2 separate regions of the Ovis aries genome follow, and region 2 is linked to region 1. Evidence: chromatin contacts called from public Hi-C data. All regions are on one chromosome and are shown on one strand. The core of a region is the stretch at or near the end of the contact, and the rest is flanking DNA. Distances in the headings are between cores, read along the strand shown. Region 1 has its middle 180 kb from the start of ZFP36L1. Region 2 overlaps ZFP36L1 (ZFP36 ring finger protein like 1).

The links. Hi-C and Micro-C count contacts between places; a contact is called where the count stands out from the background.
Region 2: a Hi-C map of hypothalamus shows a contact between it and region 1, with 4 times the contacts expected there. The contact joins two enhancer-like sites. A contact is called at or near these places in 3 of 16 Hi-C or Micro-C datasets (hypothalamus, mixed tissues and skin fibroblasts).

What each region holds. Positions count from the first base shown.
Region 1 is chr7:78,524,232-78,531,857 of ARS-UI_Ramb_v3.0, forward strand. No RefSeq gene overlaps it. Among named protein-coding and RNA genes, the nearest start is that of ZFP36L1, 180 kb to the right of the region's middle. Within about 2 kb of position 4,435, at least 26 of the 54 cell types and tissues checked have an H3K27ac peak or open chromatin away from gene starts, as enhancers often do. A contact at or near this core is called in hypothalamus, where this site is marked.
Region 2 is chr7:78,694,768-78,702,393 of ARS-UI_Ramb_v3.0, forward strand. It overlaps ZFP36L1 (ZFP36 ring finger protein like 1), which reads right to left. Exons shown (of 2, transcript XM_015097137.4): 2 at 2,930-5,754. The coding sequence ends at 4,795. Among named protein-coding and RNA genes, the nearest start is that of ZFP36L1, 4.6 kb to the right of the region's middle. Within about 2 kb of position 4,349, at least 23 of the 54 cell types and tissues checked have an H3K27ac peak or open chromatin away from gene starts, as enhancers often do. A contact at or near this core is called in hypothalamus, where this site is marked.

The sequences.
Region 1 (7,626 bases), core at 3,185-5,684:
TTGACCCTGGGGGGATTAGTTGGGGCAAGTCTATCCCTGGCTTCAGAAAGAGGAGCCAAGGCTCCCAGGGCCACGTGAAACTCATAGTATGCTGGGGCAGTTCTGGGTGGTGGGACACATGTGAGCATCTCGGCCAGGAAAATCAAGTCAGTGTCGTGTGGGTCCTGCTTGATCTCCCAAGAAGCAGACGACTGGAACATCCAGGACCCTGGGCAATTTCATTCCCAGGTGAGTCTCCCTCCTCTAGCCCCATTATCCCTGTTGATTTTTCTAAGTAAAAACCACTCCTGCTACGTCAGTCAGGACCTTGCAGATAACTGCACATCCACAGCCTACCCATGCCTTGAGGGAAGTGCATACAACAGGGGCCAACAATTCCTGAGCACCCAACAGGCACCAGCCATAGAGCAGAATGCTTACTTTGCTAGCAGGATCTCACAGAATCCCCAGGCAACCCACAGATGAAGAATATCACTATTCTTTTACTGATGAGGAACTCGAGGTTCAGAGAAGTTAGGCAACTCGCACAAGATCACACAGCAAATAAGAGATAAAGTTGGGGCTCGAACTCAGATTGTGAAGCACCAGAACTTCCAGGTCTCGTTAGAAGACTGAGGTATAGTGAGGAGGCACCCTGAGCAAGCACCAAGTGCTGCAGAAGCAGCCCTGCATCTCCACCATGGACCCTGGCATCCATACAAGTCCATAGGTGAGCCTGGGGAGTCCTGCGGGCTCACATCTTTGTGGGGCTTGCTTCCATCCAGGCAGTTGTAACCTCCTTGGCAGCCATGATAAAAGACATCAGCAATCACATGTGAAAGAGCAAAAGCCAAGCCACAAAGCACATTGTGTTGCTGTTCCAACTGTTATTCTCCAAGTTTATCCAGGGGAATGGCTTGACAAATCTGCCAGTGTTAGGAAGGGTAGGAATTAAATAAGATCCTACTTCACGATGTCCACCAGGGCATGGAAGAGACAAATGCACGTGGAGCAATTAGCAGGAATACAAGGTTTTTGTGCTGCGTGCCAAGGTGGCATTGGGAGCACACAGGGGAACGGTAAAGACTTATATTAGAGCCCCTCGAAGTGAAGGGCTCCTTCACTACCGCAAGCGACTCCTCTCTGTCTTCCCTCTCCATCCAGCATTTTGTTGTTGTTCAGTTTCCAAGTCGTGTCTGACTCTTTTGGACCCCATGGACTACAGCACACCAGGCTTCCCTGTCCTCCACTGTCTCCTGGAGTTGGCTCAAGTTCAAGTGCAATGAATCGGTGATGCTAGCTAACCATCTAACCCTCTGCCGCCCTCTTCTCCTTTTGCCTTCCGTCTCTCCCAGCATCAAGGTCTTTTTTTATGAGTCGGCTCTTTGCATCACATGGCCACAGTATTGGAGCTTCAGCTTCAGCATCAGTCCTTCCAAGGAATATTCAGGGTTGATTTCCTTTAGGATTTCCTTTAGGATTGATCTCCTTGCTGTCCAAAGGACTCTCAAGAGTCTTCTCTAGTATCACAATTCGAAAGCATCAATTTCTCAGTGCTCAGCCTTTTTTATGGTCTAATTCTCACATCCATACATGACTACTGGAAAAACCATACCTTTGACTATATAGACCTTTGTTGGCAAAGTGATGTCTTGACTCTTTAATACACTGTCTAGGTTTACCGTAGCTTTTCTTCCAAGAAGCAAGCATCCTCTCATTCCCTGGCTGCTTTCGCCATCCGCAGTGATTCAGCGCCCAAGAAAAGAAAATCTGTCACTTCTACTTTTTCCCTTTCTATCTGCCATGAAGTGATGAGACTAGATGTCATGATCTTAGTTTTTTAAACGTTGAGTTTTAAACCAGCTTTTTCACTCTCCAGCATTTTATCCCCATTCAATTACCAATTGCTACAGAACAGACTACCCTCAAACTCAGCAACTTAAAATAATTTATTACTATCCCTTACATCCCTGCTGATTGAGCTCAGCTGGCTGGCTCTCACTCAGAATCTCTTGCAGTTAGAGTCAAATGGCGGCCCCTGTTAGAGTCATCTGAAGGCTCTACTGAGCTAGACAGCCACGTGATCCTCACTCACAAGCTGGCAGTGACATGAATGCTGGTGGAGAGTTCAGCTAGGGTTCTTGACAAGAGAACCTCTACCTCTGGCCTTTCCGTGTAGCCTGGACTTCTTACAGGATGGTGACTGGTTTCTAGAGGTAGCGTGTCAGGACTGAAGGTTCTAAGAGACGCAGACAGAGATCACAAGGTTCTCATGACCAAGTCTTAACAGTTCCAGGATGTCACTCCCACCATATTCTAATGGTCAAGCAAGTCTCTATGGTCCGCCTAGATTCAAGAGGTGAGAAGCAGCATACCAACCCTAGCCCGAAAATGGTTGAGGGCTGCCATTTTGGAAACCGTCTACCACAATGTCCTGCAGATAAAGATAAAATTCTTTTATTGAGCTGGGAGAGGGAGAGGAAATGAGCTCTGGGCTAAGGAAGTCGAGAGGAAAGAGACTTTGTCCCTGTGTCCAGAGAAGATACTTGGCCAAGTCCCTCCCCACACTGTTCTCTTACCTCACATCCCAAGGTACATTCTTAGATTGTCCTAGACTCAGAACGTGAGGGAGAGTGGAAAAAAACCACTGACATCATCCTAACTAAGCAGCCTTCATCTGAGAATGAGTCTGCTACGTGACTGTTGCCACAAAACTGTTTTATCTGCCCTTGCTGCAGCGTGGCCTTTAAGGGACACAATCTGGTGCCAGTGACATCCCAGCAGTGGTTGCCCTGGAGACCCAGGGGTCAAGGATGATGAGGGAGTGTGTTGCCAAGATGACCTCACATAGAAATCTCTTTGCTTTCTTGTGACCACCTGGTAACTGAGCTACAAAGGAAAGAGAAAAAGCCATAAATTCCTCAGATGCATGTTCACAGGCAGAGCAGAGAGCTAAAGCAGAGTCCCGGCACAGAAGTTATGAGATACCACACTGATGCCTTCCATTCCCCCTGACTTACTCTGATGGAGCCTCCATCTAACCTGCGTTATTCTGAAGGCTCTGGGATCACCTGGTGCCTTTCCCATTCATCTGGATAATTCAAGCATAATAACTCACAGTTCTAAGTCTGCAGTTAGCTTCTCCCAGCCTCTGCCTGACACTCCCCCATTACGGGGGTGGGGGGAAGGGAGGAAATCATTGCCAGTATACAGCAGGATGGGGTATTTTGTGCACCCAATCCCCACTAAGTCATTCCTAGTCTATCTTAGCTGGGAGACTTCTTCAATAATCTTCCTCTCAAGCAACAAAATATTTAATAATTAATATCTTTCTTCCTCTTCTATCTCAGAAACTCCAGCGCATTGATTGCATGAATTATATTTCTTGGTTCGTGACCCAATCTTATCTTTGTACCATGCACACTCCACTTCTACTTAGTTATTTTAAAAATATATTTATATATATAAACATCGGCCAGCCCACAACCCGAAACAAAAGCCAGGGCCTTGACAATAACCAACATATCTTTCAAATCCCAAGTGGCAGTAAACAGGAAAATAAAACAGCCAGTCACCCAGCATACACAAAACAGAAGAACTAGGCCTTTAAAAAGGTTTCGCTAGCGCCTGAAGAAGGCGTCTTTTCGAAATGCCTCGATTTTTACATGGCCCAAGCGTCCCATTAAATCCCGGTCATTTAAAATCTGGGTTCCCAACTGGTATATCATTTTATTTTAATGATCTGTGCTTCCTATAGAAACACGGAAAACGACTATTTCTTTTTTCAATTAAACGTGTAACGGCCAGCAGATGAAAGCCAGCTTCTCTCTCCGCCGACCCCGGGGAGCGGCCCGGGAAGGGGTTAATGAAGGCTCCGCGGACCGGGATGGAAAACTCTGGGTAACCCGAGCGCGGCCGGTCCGCTGGGCGCATGCGCTGGGGCAGCACTTTGCGCGCCCGCCTGCAGCTCCCCGCTCCAGGCTGCTTGGTACACAAAGACCTGCTTTGTTCCCTCGGCTCTGTTTTAAATATCTGACGGTTATTCCCCCCATCCCTGCGCCAAATCCCCGGCCTGGCTGCAGGCGCGGCACAAGGGCGCATTGTGGGGCCGAGCGAGGGGAGAAGGGGGCTGGGGGCGGCCGCCCCGATGGGGACGCTCGTGTTTCGCCAAGTTGACTCAGCCTTTTGGGTCACCTGGGTTGTGTCGTGGGGGGTGGGTGAAGAGGAAGAGGCGAGGGGCGGGGGTGGTGGTGGGGTGGTAGTGTCTCATCGTCTTTTTTTTTCAAGTCCCAGACGTAAAGATCGGAACCTGGGGACCCTGGGAATGAGCAGAATCCAAAGTTTCCAACGCAGGCCCCGGGAGGAGGTGCTGAGGTTTCAGCCGAACCACTGGGGTGGCTGGCCGGCCCTGCCCCAGCCCCGGGGCTGCCAGGAAGGCCACGAATCCGCGAAGCCAGACGCTGGGTTTCTTATCTCTCCATCGCTGTATATTTAGAAAGTGCCGATCACTCAGACACTTTGAAAAGCGTGGCATTCCAGCGCAAACCAACCCGAACGAGGGGAGGGGGAGGGAGGTGGGGGGCGGTGATGCCTTCTTCCTCCAAGCTGGGGGCCCAGAGGCGCTCCAGAATAGGCACTACCCTGGTCTTTCTGCACCCCAGCTTTCAGGCCCTCGAGGTGCCCCGCTCAGTTTTAGGAATAGACCCCTCGGGGAAATCGTACCCGCCCCGGCGAGGCTTCTCCCTCCCACGGGCAGGTAGTGAAGACTGGGATGGGGTTCAAACAAAAGTAGGCTTTCAGCTCGCTGGCTAGCTGGCCCTGCCCCACCCCCGCCCCTCCCTTGTCTTGCTGGCGCTCCCTGCAGACTCCCAGGTAGTTTTTCTTCCCAGCTCAGGTATTTGTTTACCTGCTGAGAAGGAGGAGTTCTTGTGTTCTGGGAGGTTTGCAAAACGCCAGTCAAAAACCCACTTCTCTTTCCCATTTTCTTCTTTTAATGACAGGGAAAACATTGCCTTTCAGACCAAGTCTTGGAAACTTAAAGCAAAACACAAAATGTGGGCCTTAGCAATTCTGAAAAGTGAGCTTGGTCTTAAGTTTGTGACCAAAGCCCCCAAGACCCCTCAGAGTCTGGGAAGGAAATTGTGACCCTTCCACAGGGCAGGTGAAGGAGGAGGAACTGGCTCAGAGGATTTGATTCAGAAGCAAAGGGTGCTGTGATCTCGATGTGGCTGTTCTAGGCCTGACTGGGAGCCCCCAAAACCCCTTTCATGGTTTGTTACGAATTTCAGGGTGGGTCTCACAATGCCTTGGTCACATTCCTCAGATGTGAAGACCAGAAATATTTCCTGAGATTTATTTTTTTAGAATCATGCTTTATAATTTTCACATTTCACATGTTATCTCAGTTCACCAATACTCTTGAGTGTTAGAGCTCATGCAAACCAACCCTCTAACTTTGCGATTGAGAGAAGTCGTCCAGAGCCATTCAGAAAGACAAGGCAGAGGCCTGGAGGTCAAGTCTCCTACAGGCACCGCTGGTTTCTTTCCCCTCTGAGGTGCCAGATAGTCGTGGGCTAAAAGACCAGGGTTTCACCTACCACTTCCTCCAAAAGTCCTTTCCAAATGAAGTATTCTAATTCAAGGATAAGAAGCTTTGAGAAAAGATTCTTGAGTGTCAGGCAGCTCTGATGAGTGTCTAGGACTCACTCTTCAGTGTATCCCCTAGAACTGCTGCTGAGTTTGCAAGGACCACACTAGGTTCAAGCCTAGAGATGTAAGTCACACTATGCTGCCAGGGTTGCTAAGTGGCAGAGAAACCCTGGGTGTCTGTTTCCAGGCACTCTTCGGTCTGCTGAGGAATGTCTTCAAGCAACATGGAGTGTCCTTCCATCACTCTGTTTGCCAGTAAGCCCCATATCTCTGGAGGTGATAGCAGGCCCCTGCCACCAGCAGTCCAGCCTGCCATGAGTTGTATGGAAAAGTGATACCTAGAACTTGACTCCTGGTGATGAGTGTATAGAATCACTCCAGCTGTAAAATAGGATAGGGGTCCCTACAGTCCCCTTCCGCTCATGTACCTGCAGCCTCAGAGATGTCAGAATGTTTGCTGGAGCATATCTGTGATGTCATACAAACCGCTTGGAGAAAAACCATCACCAACCTCACTGCATGGCAGTGCCTGCCCTTTGGGGCAGAAGGTGGCAGGATTTATATCCCCACTGAGCTTCAGAGGGTGGGGTCATTCCTGATGACCCTTAGTTTGTATTTCTGACTTTGGTACCGCCCTCTTTTTCTGTACATTCAACACTGGCCCATACCACCTCTAGCCCTCACCTCACCCCCTCCTCCTTGAGCCAAATGTTGGTTTCAAGCTTTCCCAGGTTGGCGGATGAACTAACATTTCAAGCCATCCCATGGAAACACAGCCTGGCAGCCAACAGTTCAATTTCAGCAGTGTCACCTTTTGACCATTCAGCAATGTTTGTGCACATATTTAAATATTTTATTGCATTTCAACCTTATTATTTTATAATAATGAGTGGAAAATGGAAAAATGAAGTGCTGATGCTAGTGATAAGAAGTGCAGGTCTCATAAACCTAATATAATTGAGACAAAGATGGAAATCATTAGGCATGCCGAACATGAGGAATATTTAGCTTCAATCAACTGCACACTGGATGTGAGCCAGTCAACTGTGTGTTCAATCGTGAAGGAAAAGAATAAAAGATTATATATGAAATTCTGAACATACAAGGTCAAAGATTCTATCTAAAGGTGGTGTGTTTGAGGATTTACCATATTTCTTCAATTCTAAACCTACACTGATTTCATAACAGATTTTCTGAGCTGGGGTGAGGGAGATGCCGTGAGACTGGAAATCCAGAAAATAGAGTGATAATATTTTCTAACTTCCTGGGAACAGAACCTTCCTTTAGAATGTGCAGGCCAGCTACTTGCCTCTTGCATGTGAGACCAGTGGATCCTCAGAAAAGCGTTAGGTATGAAAGGAGATGGTGACCTATGGAGACGAGCACCATGGGGGTCACCCCAGCACCAAAGTCAGGAACAGGCCTTGAGTGGATGTGCCAGAGGGGACTCAGCAGAAGCCCTTATGCCAGGAGGCTTTCTCAGCCCACTTGTGCCTGGCTGTCAGAAAATCAGGAGGGTCCAAGGCAAAGACTGCGGGGCGGGCCTCTTCTTTGGGCACAGGCTCCCATCACAGTCCTGTCCCAGCTGTCTCTGGGGTGAGGGCGGGGGCACGTTCCCCTCTCCACGGTTGCACAGACGTGCCCTCTGCCTGGATTAGCTGTCCTTCCTCTTGGGCTGCCTGGCTGACTCCCGGCTCTTCCTTGCAGACTCAGCTCACGCTCCTGCCCACTCACTGCGTGCTCGCTGCCCACTCTCTGTCCTTGCTCTTTCCGCACTGTGTCACCATCACTGGCTTGCCTGGGAGACCTCTGAGGGCAAGGAGAGCCCTCAACCTCAGCATCCAGGCTCAGCGGCCCTCAGGAAGTGTCTGCTAAGTGACCAAGGGACTGAAGGACCGGTAGACCCTTGGGAAGACCTCTTTGGCATGAGACTGTTGATGGGTGCTTGCAAGGGCAACCTAGTGCTGTCGTTTCAACTCCCTGAAAGTGAAAGTGTTA
Region 2 (7,626 bases), core at 3,099-5,598, 170 kb after region 1:
CATAAGTAGAGCTGGGATTTGAACCCAAGTTGAAGGGCTCCAACCTCCATGCCATAAAAACATCTTCCTGCTTTGACCATGTCTGCCCATAACCAGTGGTTTGTTATGATCCACTTGAATGCAAAACCCGTCTCACATTTGCCTCCCTATTCGTCCCAAAGGTCCTCCTTTCACCAGGGTAACACTGAGGTGGAGCAGGCTCCCAAACTCCTCCCCCAAAGTGAGGCTTCGAGGCCTAAAAAGGTGAATCATTGCTCAGTGGCCAAAAGAGCTCGTGTCTTTGAGCTGCTCCAAAGGAAGAAATTTAACCAAAAGCCAGACCATAAGTTGCAGACCTGATGCTGGGAAAGATTGAGGGCAGGAGGAAAAGGGGGCAACAAAGAATGAGATGGTTGGATGGCATCACTGACTTAATGGACATGAGTTTGAGCAAGCTCAAGGACGTAGTGAAGGACAGGGAAGCCTGGCGTGCTGCAGTTCATGGGGCTGCAAAGAGCTAGACACAACTGAGCGACTAAACAACAACAAAATGAGTTGCAGGGCCAACAGCCATGGAGGCCCTGCCCAGCCAGGACAGACCTTGCAGAGACCCCCAAAACAGATGCCCCAAGTTCCAGGGCAGGAGGTGAGGAAGTAGGCCTCTTGCCCCAGGAAGCTGGCTGACAAAGGCAGGCCTGGCCTTTCCTGCCCCACCTCCCTCTCTGGAGGCCTTACTTCCCGCTCTCTCTGCATGGCTCTTATCTTTTCTGGCCATAGAGGGGCTCAGGGAGGTTCCCTGCCAGCTCTGGGCTCACACCTCCTTGGACTCCCTGCCAGCCCAGAGCACAGGACTAGGGCTGCTATCGAGGCCTTTCATCACCTACTATCCCGGAAAAAGAATAGGCCTAGAAAGCTTCTGCTATTTCATTTCCCAAGTAGCTTTGGACTTCGGGATCTCGTCTACCTTTAAGTCTATATGGTAGAAAATCAGGTTCTTGTGGTGATTACGCTTGGGCCTGAGTGGGCCTTAGTCCAGCCTGTGTGAGTTTCCCATGGAGACACTGAAGTAAAGAGTCAAGTCTTGGGGACAGAAAGCTTCCCCAGGCCATAGGGAACCTCCCCTCACCTTTACAGCCAGTGCCTACACTCCAGGATCTCTGGGAATCAATGCTTCCACCCAGGGTACTGACTCCGGTGGAGGAAATTCTGGGCTAGCCAGTGGGTGTGCTCAGCCCCCAGCCAGTGCTCCATGAACTGGGGAATTACAAAGTATCTGCCATATGCTCAACTATGCCTATAGTAAACCAGATCAAGGTGCACAATTATATGTTTTTGCTTTTAGTCGAAGAGGAAACTCACATGCTGCCACACCACCATCACCACCCACCACACACACATACATGTGTTCATTCCCTCTGCAAGGGACAGGAGGCCTGGGTTTACTCCAGACCCTGGGAGGGCTGATTTTCCTCCTTCTTCCACCAGCAGCCCTTGCCCTGGGAGAGGTAATAGTCCCTTTTTTCTACATCCTGGCCCTGTCCCCCAGCAAGCACTTACTGCCAGGAAACAAAATCACAGGAAGCCTAAGGTAGGTCTGCCCCACCTCAAAGACAGCCCTGGGCCAGCTGATGTGTGCTGCAGACCTGTCGTCCTTGGGAGAGGCCCAGTGGAGTCCCAATGGAAATTCAGCTTACTCTCTAAAACTGAATGCTGGGAAAGATTGAGGGCAGGAGAAGGGGGCAACAGAGGTTAAGATGATAGGATGGCATCTTTGACTCAACAGACATGAATTTGAGCAAGCTCCAGAAGATGGTCAAGGACAAGGAAGCCCAACATGCTGCAGTCCATGGGGTCGCAGTCAGACACGACTAAATGACTGGGCAATCACAACAGCAACCCAAAAACTTACAGAGTGCAAGGAACTGAAGGCAGCTAAGCCTCAGATATCCCTGCCTCCTCAGATAGAAATCCTCCCAAGAACCAGACTGAGATTTCAGGATGCAGCCTCTCTCTGGCAGGCAAAACATCCCCTCTAAGTGGCCATCTAACAATGGCTGAGGTTCCTCTAGCCAAGGAGACCTCATCCTTTCCAAGATGACCACCTGCCTATCCTGCGTGGCATCAGGGATGCAACAAAGATGAAGGTGGTGGGAACTGATGACTTCCCATTACACAGGCCATTTTCATGCCTCTTCCCTTTAACAGCCTTCCAAATATAGAAGCACATGTTGAGTCCAAATGAAACCACCTTTGCCCCTAGTGCCCTGTGACTGAGCCCCTCACCACCCTGAAAACCCATGAGTCTACAGTGGTTCATCATACCCACCCCAGACAGGTGTTAAGAGGCTAGGGCTTCAGGTCCATCTCCTGCAGAGAAAAACAAGCCTAGAGGGAATTCCTGGCTGTCCAGTGATTAGGACTCCACACTCCCAATGCAAGGGTGTGGGTTTGACCCCTAGTCTAGGAACTAAGATTGCATGTGCCAGGTGGCACAGCCAAAAATAAAAAAAAAAGGCTGGAAGCGCCCAAATAAAAGAACAAATCCAGGTTTGCTGGAGTGCCATGTGCTACATCCCCCTCTTATCATTTCAGCACCCCAAACATTAGGACCACAGACTAAGCAGGGAATACTGGAAGCCCCCATGCCTCAGGTCTCCAGAAGAACCTTCGAGGCTACAGCGTGGATAAGGCTGGCCCCTAGTCAACAACCAACAACTGGGCAGGTTAATACAAATACAGGCTGCTTTGCAATCAACTCCCACACCATCCCCTCTAAGCTCAACAGACTTCCAACCTCAACAAAAGGAGCCAGCCACTGGTTTAGCTGTTAAAGACTAGAAGAAATCAACCAGGGCCCTTCTCCCCTCCTCCCCTTCCTAGCACCTACCTCATCTACAAGCCTACAGGCACAGTAAAACCAAAGCAAGCAAAACCAGCTTCACCATCGATGTTTCTTGAAAAAAATGGGTTTATTGATTTTTAAACTGCAAATAGTCGTTACAAAAAGTTTTTTTTTTTTAAATAAATTCACACAAAGAAAGAGAAATAGAAAGCGACGGTAGTGACCAGCAAGAGGAATAATAATTACATTCATCTTAATGTGTGGTGTGCCAGTTCTGTTTGTATTAACATTGGAAAACTCCAAAACCTGGAATCCAGAACCTCAAATCTGCAATCGGAATGTCTTGAGATGGGCACGTGGAAGTCAAAGGGTTTCTTTTTTTTTTTTCCCTTTTAGAAGCTATACATAAAAAGTTGTTTTCCTTCTGTACTGTCACAGAACTTTTACATACATTCTCAGTCCTAGTTGTGAAAGGCCAAAAGAGAAAGAAACTCAATTTGCAGTCCAACACAAAGGGGGGAAATTTCTAAAATAAATAATCCAACAGTTTTTTGCATTTTTTTAAATTAATTTTTCATTTTTTTAAAATAAAATAACCAAAAAAAGTGTAAAGTTACAAAAAATGTCGTTGAAGAATAATATATTAAAACTGTGGAAAAAAAGGAAAAAGACACGTCACAAAATTTTAAGATTAATATGAAGATCATAATTTAACATAAAAGAATATATTCTATGGATTTGTCATCCCGATAAATATGAACAAAATTAACAAAAAAAAAGCATAGTTTGGCAATAAATACGTTTTGATAAGTTAAATAAGCTTTTTTATATTGATGTGCAGTGACAAGCAAAATTTTTGCTCTCCAATTTCTGAAAGTTATATGAAGTTTAAAACCCAGGGAAAAAAGCATGGCGTGAGTGCTCTAAGGATAGACCTACGGTATTCTAGAGCAAAAACCATTAAAGCTACTTCTACAGGAAATCGTTTTACACAGATATTGTATGTGGAATGAATACCATTAACTGCTCACCCCTTACATGTTTTTTTTTTAAGCTTTTCTCTCTTTTTGTTGTTATTTTTTAAGATGTCACATATGAACTGGGGAACTTTAGCACCAAAATCAAGTCTCTCATAGTCCATCTAGCTTCCCCTTCCTCCCCACTTAAAAAAGAAAAAAATTAAATCACAAAGTCCCACTTATGTCACAATCTTCATCCGCTTTTGCAGTCTTCCTTCCTGCAGACCTACACGAACCCAGGCAAGATTAGTCAACAGAGGTTCAGGTCGGGAAGAAAAAAGGTTTTGAATGTCAAGACAGGTTTCCCCAAAAACCCAAGTCTGGCAACAACTCTCCCGAGGGGGGTGTGGGGGCTACCAGGGAGAGGGAGGGAAGAAGTGTGTGGGAGATTGAAATTAAGGAAAGGTGCAATTGTGTTGCCAGTGGAGGGAGCTGCTGGTTCTACATGCCCCCCCCCACCTCCCCCTCCCCCTGGGCAGAGGCTCTGGGGAGGCCCACGGGTGCCCTCTGGCGCTGAAGAGGTAATGTAGTCACAGTGACAAAGTTAGATTACAAGGCACTAAGTTGCTTCTGTAAACTGTTACTGCTTTTTCTTTTGTGATTTGGCACTTAAGGCTTAAGCCAGGGCGGGGGTAAAAAAAAAAAAAAAGGCATCTACTGACAAATATGGGACTTGTCTGTTATGCATGGTTAAGTGGGCTATAAAAATCGAGGGGGTTCAAGCCAGAGGAAGCTACTGACAAACTGACTTGTCCTTATGTTGGGGGGTGGGGTGTAAAGAGGGGAGAGGGAGGGGGCATTCCAAGGTTCTGGGGGAAAGGGGTTGAGCTTAACCTTGTTAATGTAGGGGTTTGTCAGGAATCAGAAGGGGAGGGAGGTAAGGGTAGGGGATGTCGGGAGGGGATGAGGGGGTGGGGGAGGGGAGTAGGCAGGGGCGTCCCTCCCTACCCTGGTTTAGTCATCTGAGATGGAAAGTCTGCTGAAAATGGGCAGGCGTCTTGAGTTGTCCAAAGTAGGGGAGTCTGAGCCACTATGGCTGCTGCTGGAGCTGCTCAGGTAGCCCTCCTGGTCCGAGAGAGAATCCTGAGGGCTGGGGGGAGAGTCAAACATGTGAGGGGACTCAGACATGGGCCGGAAGAGGAAGGTGGTCGGGGAGCCACCCCCGGGCAGCCCCATGCTAGGGGCAAAGAGGCTCGCCAGCTCCTGGCTGGAGAAGGCGAAGGGGTTATTGGTGCCATCGGGGAGGGTGGGTGAGCCCAGGAGGTCATCGGCGCTCAGGATGGGGGGTGGGGTGATGGATGTGGGGCTGTCCAGCAGCCCCGTGGCAGCGGCGGTGGCGGCGGCACTGGGAAACCCAGCAAAGCTAAAGCTATGCTGGAGGCGGGGACGGTCAGCAGAGAGGTCCCGGGCCCCGGCCAGGGCACGGCGCTCCTCGGCGTTGTGGATGAAGTGGCAGCGGGGCCCGTATGGGCAGAAGCCGATGGTGTGGAAGGTGCGGCATAGCTCCGTCTTGTACTTGGGGTGGCGGGTCAGGCTTCGGAGCTCGTGGATGCCGTGGGCGAACTGGCACTTGTCGCCGTACTTACAGGCTCCGTTCTCCTCGAAGGGGCGGCACAGCTCCGTCTTGTAGCGGCTGGAGTTGACCTGGCCGCTTCCCGGCTGCTTCTGGGGGGGCAGCAGCCGCTCGCCCCCTTCTGAGAAAGAGCGGTCTCGGAAGCGGCTGTCCCGAGAGCTCAGAGCTGGGGCTGGCTCACCCTTGAGGCTGCTGAGAAGCTGGTTCTGGTGGAATTTGGAGCTGGGCAGAGTGACCGAGTGCCTCCGGGGAAAACCCCCGCCGGCAGGGGTGCCCACCGCCTTCCTGTCCAGCAGGCAACCCCCGGCACTGGGAGTACTGTAGTTGAGCATCTTGTTACCCTGGAGGGGAAAGAGAGGAGAGAGACTGTGGTTAGTGGCAAAGGCCATCCACCAGGCCCAAGAAGAGTACCCCCTAAGGGCAGCCCCCTCCTCGATCAGAAATGCTCCCTCTCAAAGGAACTCACCATCCTCACCTCTCCGCCGGCAAGCCCCCTCCTCCTCTTTCTCCCATTCCCCAGAGGGTTTACTTTGGTCCCAGGCAGAAGAAACTACAAAAATCCTGGCCTATGTGAGACATTGTTTCACACATGCACCTACTCCATGCCAGTCCCTGGATCCCTGGAATGCACTGTCATATCCTGTCCCCAAAGCTACCACTTTCATCCAGAAAATCCAACTTCACCTTCCTCAGTTGAAAATATCTCACACAATTCACAAACTCTCATTTCCCACCCTCCTAACAAAAAAAGGTAAACCGCAGGAGACTATGGGCTAGGTCTCCTTTCAATCAGTCCCTGCTTAACTGACTACCTCCGCCCCCCACACACAAACACACAGCCTGGCCGAAGACTCTCAACTTCCTCCTTCAGAAGCATCTATTGCTTTGGCAACAGGTTTCCAGACTGCCTTCACTTTACCTTGCTGCTGAGAGGGGAGAGGGAGGGGCTAGAGGAGAAATCCCTGATGGGGGTGGGGGGGGGGGCGGCTACGGGGAGAGGGATGTGATCCCTGAATACAAAACTCCCATGATCCCAGAAGGGGAGCCTTCTACAATGATCTCTCCCACCATTCACTGCGCACCCCACCCCCTCCGCTGAGAGGATGCCTTTGCAGTTAGTCTCCTGGCTGCAAGAGCAGGCTTGGATAAGAGCGCCAGTGTTTAATCTTTAACGCAAAGCTGCAGGTGGGAAGGAAAAGGAAAGCACCAAATCCCCCCAGCCTCCTCCCAGTCAATAATGGACGTGGGGGAGGTGGGGCGGGGGGCAGAGGCACCACAGGCAGGTCTCTGTTCCAATGGGACTCAATTCACCTGCCCAACCTGTACTCAAGATTTGGAAAGGGTGTGAGCAGGGGACCTGGGAGTTGGCTTCCAGGCCCATGTGGGTGTCATTGTGCAAATTCTAAAGTTGGCCCCTTAGGATCAGCTGCGGGGGATCGGGAATCTGTAACAGCAACCACCCCCTGGAGCGGATTACAGGAACCAAGTGGAGAGCCAGTTCCCAACAATGAGGTTCATTTAAAAAGTCCTGAGGGGGGAGGGAGCAAGAGAAAGAGAAATAGATCAAAGAGCTAGAGAGCCGCGAAAAGAAGGAAGAAGTGCCGGCTAGCTCAGGCAGCCGCCAGGGCAACTGAAGTTTGGAAAAGCACAGGGAGGGAAGGAAACTGAAATTCAAACTTTTTGATGTTGCTCTTCAGCTCCAGGGTGTCCCTGCACCCCAACTCTGCAGCCCTGGGGCCCTGGCAGCTGCACCGACTGGAGAAGCAAGCTAGGAAAAGACAGCAACATGACTCGACGTGTTTAAAAGAAGGCAAAACACTTTAGCAATTAAAAGCAGCCAAGCAGCTTCTCTCTTTCAAACCGGGGAGAGGGGGCGAAAAAAAAAAATCTAACATCCACAGGCTTCTGTTATATACCCTTAAACTGCACTTCTGGAATAAATATTTCGGATTTAAAACTCGCCTTTTTCCACACCGGCTGGCAAGCCATACGACTTAAGGAGGCCCTCATTAAATCCTTCCTCGCCAAGACCCTAGAGCTCAGACGGGCATTTTGTCGTCGTGTCTCCCCCACCGCCCCCCCCCAATCCCGTCCATATCCACGAATCTCATTTTCTCAGAAAAGAGGGAAGCGGGTGAACCCGAGCGCCACTTTCACCCCCAAAGTCTGCAGCACGATCGGCTATCACAAGAGGAAGCCTGTCGAGCTGGGGC